Regions from separate parts of the Neogale vison genome. Here region 1 is linked to region 2. Evidence: chromatin contacts called from public Hi-C data. All regions are on one chromosome and are shown on one strand. The core of a region is the stretch at or near the end of the contact, and the rest is flanking DNA. Distances in the headings are between cores, read along the strand shown. Region 1 holds the start of RPP21 (ribonuclease P protein subunit p21). Region 2 holds the start of DHX16 (pre-mRNA-splicing factor ATP-dependent RNA helicase DHX16).

What was found. Hi-C and Micro-C count contacts between places; a contact is called where the count stands out from the background.
Region 1: a contact with region 2 is called in a Hi-C map of fibroblasts, with 5 times the contacts expected there. The contact joins the promoter of RPP21 here to the promoter of DHX16 in region 2. A contact is called at or near these places in 2 of 3 Hi-C or Micro-C datasets (fibroblasts and muscle).

The regions. Positions count from the first base shown.
Region 1 is chr1:123,002,214-123,005,335 of ASM_NN_V1, forward strand. It overlaps RPP21 (ribonuclease P protein subunit p21), which reads right to left and starts at 1,496. Exons shown (of 5, transcript XM_044257719.1): 1 at 1,373-1,496; 2 at 1,196-1,296; 3 at 1,019-1,101; 4 at 147-272. The coding sequence starts at 1,429. It overlaps LOC122912190 (E3 ubiquitin-protein ligase TRIM39), which reads right to left. Exons shown (of 9, transcript XM_044257692.1): 9 at 1,434-1,514. The coding sequence ends at 1,493.
Region 2 is chr1:122,863,718-122,866,490 of ASM_NN_V1, forward strand. It overlaps DHX16 (pre-mRNA-splicing factor ATP-dependent RNA helicase DHX16), which reads left to right and starts at 1,331. Exons shown (of 20, transcript XM_044257431.1): 1 at 1,331-1,747. The coding sequence starts at 1,541.

The DNA of each region.
Region 1 (3,122 bases), core at 246-2,745, 140 kb after region 2:
TGAGATCTGGGTAGATGAGAATTTGAATTTTTTCAGATTGTAGCACCTCTCACAGCAGAATCCACCTGTGTGTCCTTTCAGCTCTATGTCCCCCATCACCCCTATCTTCCTGGGGCATCCCCAATTTTTCTCTACAAATCTCTCACCTGCCTGGCTCCCCAGCTGGGCCTCAGGCCGGTCTCCCCAGAGTAGATGATCAGGATCATTGAGGAAACGCTGGCTGCGTTGGCATGTTAGGCAAGTCTGTACTGTCCAGCGCTGTCCCCTGCAGCCTGGATGAAAGTGGGGGGGGGTGGCGGGAGTGCCCAGGTTTAGTAGGAGAAGAAAAGGTCTCCTGCACCCAGTTTTGCCTCCACTGTTTCTTAGTAGGAATTCGAACACTCCCCAACTTTGAATACAAATTTAAGGTGTGTTAGCCCTGCTTAAAGTCTGTCAATTTCTTGGTATCCCTTAAGATAAATTCCAGACTCCTTAAATTTGGAAGAGGATCTGCCCTGTTTCCTTCTCCAGCCTTATACGTTGGCCTTGTCTACCTCAAACTCCAAGTTCCTGGACTCTAGTCTCCTTGACAGCACCACAAGCTCTCTTGTCTCAGAGTCCTCAAACTTGCCTGAATTTCCACTTCTCACTTCTTTTGCCTATCAGAAAGGTAATTTAGCATTTTAGTTCCTCAAGCAAAGCATTTTACTACACTATCTTGTTTCTTAGTCTGTCCTATCAGACTGTAATTTCAGTGAGAATAATGGATCAATACTTGACACATCTTAGAAAAATATTTGTTAAATAAATGAATGAATGGTGATGTGAATCCTGTCCTCCACCATGCAAAAATGGGGAGGGGGGTTACCTCTTACAGCAACATCATTTCCCTACTGCCCAGCCTTTCCTTAGTTGGTCCAAGTGAATTCAGCAATTCAACCCAGAGCTTGAAAAATCCGGCAGCTCTAAATATCACGCCAGACGCCATCTAAAGCGAGCCCACTGCTGCTCCTCATTCACCCCCATTAGGGGCACTCACGTCTCTGGCGCTGGGTGCAGGTGAGGCCCGGGATGAGGAGGGAAGAGCAGCCACGACAGAGGGTCCTCTTCACCGAGGGGTCCCTGCGGAGGGAGTGGGATGGTGGTCCGAAGGCCCGCGCTCCCTCTCCCATTCTTCCCGCGTCCCGCCCGCAGCTAGATTCCCTGAGCGTCTCACCGCCGCAAGACCAGCCGCTTTGCAATGGTCCTCTCCGTGTAACAATAAAACCTCGCCAGCGCCTGGTTCATGGGGTCCTGTGCAAGGACACAGTGGGCGGCCTGGAGGAAGGAAACCATTACTTCGTGGCCAGCCACACCCGACCGCCTCCCCGTAAGTCACCAGACGCGGACTCACCTGGTACAAGAAGCTGAGCCTCTGGAAGGCCTCGCGGTCCTTAACCGGCCCAGCCATCTGCGCCGCGCGAGGGCCTCACGCACGACGGTCCGCAGGTCCCGCCCTTCCGATAGCCCCGCTTCAGGCGCCCGCGCACGGCCTCCTGGGAAGTGTAGTTCCTGGGCCGGTGAGCCTCTCTCCGCGATCCATCCTTTGGCGCCACCCTGCGGCCTCACGGACCCCAGTTGTTCGTAAACCCATACCCACCCCTGCAACTCAAGTCCGGGGTCCCTTTCTGAGTTTTGGCTTCCTTCTAGTCTTCCTCAAGCCCATGATCAGTTATCCTAGGTAGGAAAGTCACTGCTCACTAGAACAGGAGAGGACCTTAAACTACAAAACATTTTTAGGACAGAGGACTGGTTTTTTTATGCAGATAGGTTGGGGAGATGCTTATGTGCAATTTATACCCAGCTAGAACTTCTGCCCTACTCTTCTGAAGCCAAAGGCAGACGCCTGAAAGATCTACAGATTGAAGGAACAGAAGTCATACATTCAAAGAAAGCACTGGTACCACTGGGAGTGGAATTGGAAAGGATCACCAGGGTGATCAAGAGAGAGAAGCAGAGCTTATTACCATTCTTTTCCACTGAACAACAACAACAACAACTACAACAACAACAACAAAACAAAAAAACTTCCTATTATGCAGTGCTGGAGACACAGTAGGTGATCCTAGTTAACTTCTCATCTTAGGTACTGGAGCACAGAAACTTTTGACATCTCCTGCCCCTGAAACTCTCCCCTCTCCCACCTCCCCTATTCCAATCATATACTTCACATCCCTTATTCTGACCTCTGTCTCCTGTTTGTTCTGTTTGACATCCTGTGTTTACTTCTGCCTCATAATGACCACTAGTTCCTGAGTCGGAAGTAGAGGGATGTTAGCTGGAGTGGCAGAACATGAATGAACCTTGGGATAGGGAGAGGGCAGCATTAGGCCAGGAGAGTAAGGCCTCTCTCCCTTCTCAAATCCTGTCAGGCCACACAGGAAACCAGGCCTCCAGCTCAGAAAAAATGGCCAAAACCTCCTCTGGGATTAATTTCACAAGGATCCCTAAATTCAAAGGAGGAGTATGTTTAAAATGTAGACATCAAGGCCCACCCCAGACCTTCATCAATCACTGAGGGCAAACCCCAGGATCATGCATTCTTAACACCAGTGATTCTTAAACATCAACACAAGGCCATTGTCAAATTACCACACAACACAGAGATCACTTCAGTGGATCCTTTGTTCCATATTATGTTTTACCAACCAAAGCATCTTGCCACAAAGAACCACAGTCAAGGCACAAAGGTAAGAGGAGAGTTTGGACAAAGTCCTGTTGAGGTGGTAGGAGGAACTGAAACACCCTCAATAAACTGCAGTTTCTTGTCCCAATCTTCTGTGAACCCTTCATCACCCAAATAGCAGATATTCCAAATCATTTTAGTTTGGTTTGGCATGCATTGCTTTAACCTTTTTTTTGACAACATATGTACCCTAGAAGTTGTTTATTTTGGCCTAATGTTAAAATGATTTACATTCTTTGATAGGGGAAATGGCAAAAGGTGAAGGATGGCAACAAATAAGCAAAAGACTGGCTCCTGTGAACACTAGTTCCAGGCCATATGCACACAGACTAAAGGAAGTTGCCTATCTGACCCTTCCCTCTACATACCCTCTCTTCTACCCTGTCCTCAGAGTGAGAAAGACTCCATTTCCTTTCTC
Region 2 (2,773 bases), core at 81-2,580:
TTAAACATATACAGAAGTCTTTAATTTACTAGCAAAAGAACAATGAAGGTTAAAACAATGAGCCAGTTTAGAGAGGGTATGAGTATGGAAGGAAACAATGCTTACATTAGTAGCTAATTAGGTAAAGATCCTAATCAGTTACCACCCAGGAAACCAGAGAAGCAGAAAGCTCTGAGATGCCAGGGCTGCCCACAGTCCATCTCAGAAACAGAAAACAATGCATCTAAGAAGTAAATGCTAAGGACTCAATGCTATGGCTGTTGGAATAGCAATATTTATTTCCCAACAGTAAGTGTCTGGTAAGTCCAATTACTCATAGAAGTATGAAGCGGGGTCAAACCAACATCAGATAAGCAGAGAGTAAGGTAACAAGCTCTGCTTATTTTTGAATAAGCATCACCAGTGAATTAATCAAGCTATTAGCAAAAACACAGAACGTAGTTTACATATTCCGTAGTTTGGAGGGGTTTTTCTTATTCTTTACAGATTTTATTTATTTGACAGAGACACAGCGAGAGAGGAAACACTAGTAGGGGGAGTGGAAGAGGCAGGCTTCCCACTGAGCAGGGAGCCTGAGGCGGGGCTCAATCCCAGGACCCCGAGATCATGACCCAAGCAGAAGGCAGATGCTTAATGACTGAGCCGCCCAGACGCCCCAGTTTGGAGGTTTTTAAAAATAACTTTATGGGGCGTCTGGGTGCTTCAGTCGGCTCAGGTCATCCGGCTCCCTGCTCCCTGCTCGGTGGGGAGTCTGCTTCTCCCTCTGTCCTGTACCCCACTCCAGCTCACTCTCTCTAATAAATGAATACAATCTTTTTTAAAAGATAACTTTCTGAGAGCACCAAGAAAAGAGGGCACTTTTGTCCCCCCCCCCCCGATCCTGTTTTTCCTGCTTGGAGGTCCTCGGTTACGTCTAACGTGTATTCATTCCTGTCGCAGGTGCCGGTACTCCCAATCAGCATGAGCTAATCCTTCATCAGCACGGACCTAACCTTCCAACTTGAGATATTATCTCCCACCAACACGCACAAACCTTGCATTATATTTGGCTCCATAGGACTTATAGGTTTTATTTATTATGTATCTTGTTCCCCCCCCACCCCGCCTTCAGTAAGGGGCTTTTGTCTGATTAGTTCTTTGCCATAACCCCAGCAACTAAAATTGTGCTTAGCACACAGCATTTGTTGAATGAATGAATAAGCGAGGGATCCACAGACTAGCCATCAGAGGGCGACAGAGAGACTTAGTGGAGGCGGAAATGAAACGTTTTGCCTCGAGCTTCACGTGCGGTTCCGTGAAGTTTGAACTCGCTCGGCCACCATAGTGCTTAAGCCGGAAATGGCAGGCCATTTCCGGTCTTCGCGGTTCGGGAAGACGTTTTCGGGCTGTCGGAAACCGAACCCCAAGGTTCTAAGACTGGTCCATCGCGGAACTCAGACTCCATCCCAGGGCTCCAGGCTTCCAGGCCTCCGACGGGCCCAGCCGCCAGCGTGACTACTGGAGACAGTTCAGGGCCAGGAACGGGGCAGCGTGGGTCACCATGGCGACGCCGGCTGGGCTGGAACGCTGGGTGCAGGACGAGCTGCACTCGGTGCTGGGGCTGAGCGAGCGGCATGTAGCGCAGTTCCTAATTGGTACCGCCCAGCGCTGCGCCTCGGCCGAGGAGTTTGTGCAGCGTCTGCGAGACACCGATACCCTGGACCTCAGCGGACCAGCCCGGGACTTCGCCCTGAGGCTCTGGAACAAGGTGTTGAGAGGGGCGGGGTGGGGCGGGGCCAAGAGTGGGAGCGGCGCGGGAGGAGGTGGAGCAGGGCAGGGGCCCCAGGTTATTTGTGCAGGTGAGGTTGGGCTAACTGTCCTTCCGAGAATTAAGTAATCTCAGTACCCAAGCACCTAACTTTTGTCCACTGTCGCCTGGGTACTGTGCTAGGTGCTGGACGTCCAGTTCTGGGGAGAAGTTCAAGGAGGGTTAAGTGTTATAGAGCAGTGTTTCTCGAACTTTAATATGCATGCTACTCATCCAGGACCCTTATTAAAATGTAGATTCCGATTAGGTGGTTTTGGGATGGGATCTTAGTTTTTGCATTTTTAACTAGTTTCCAGGTGAATCCGATGGTCTGCAGGCTACGCTTTGAATAATTAGGTAGTAGAAAAGATGTGTGAGAAGTGCTGTGGAAGGGCAGAGAAGGTAGGGGTAGTGCTCAGGGGAAGGAAGCCCAAAGATTCCCCAAAATCTGTCTGGTAGAGAAGGGGTTGGGAATAAAGCTGTAAAGATGAACTCCTGGAGGACAGGACTCTGTATTTCTTGTCTTTGTATTTCTCCCACCTGACAGCTCCTTACAGAACAGGTGCTTGCTTATTTAAGCATATGGAAGAGTGAAAGTGTCCAGCATGTTCACAGAATGGCATATAGCCTGCTTTAATTGTCACATATGTCACAAATGGTGCCTGGTGGGAGATGAGTTTAGAACCCAGGTGGTATGAGGATAAGACTTTATGTAAATCTGTTTAGCATGTATTCTGGAATCTGGTACAGTGCCAGGCTTCTGCAAACCAGTCCTTATAGCATATCAGTTCTTGCATAAGGATAGCTTAGTTATGGGGAAGCACAGAGGCTGAACAATTGAGAGTTGGTTTTGATAATGTAAAATAAACTCCATGAAGGCAGGGATTGTTGTCTTTTGTTTATTCCTGTGTCCTTGGTCCCTAGGAGGTAGGTACCTGATGCATCAGACAGATTTTTTACGTGACCCCCCCAAAAAAAACTGCAGAT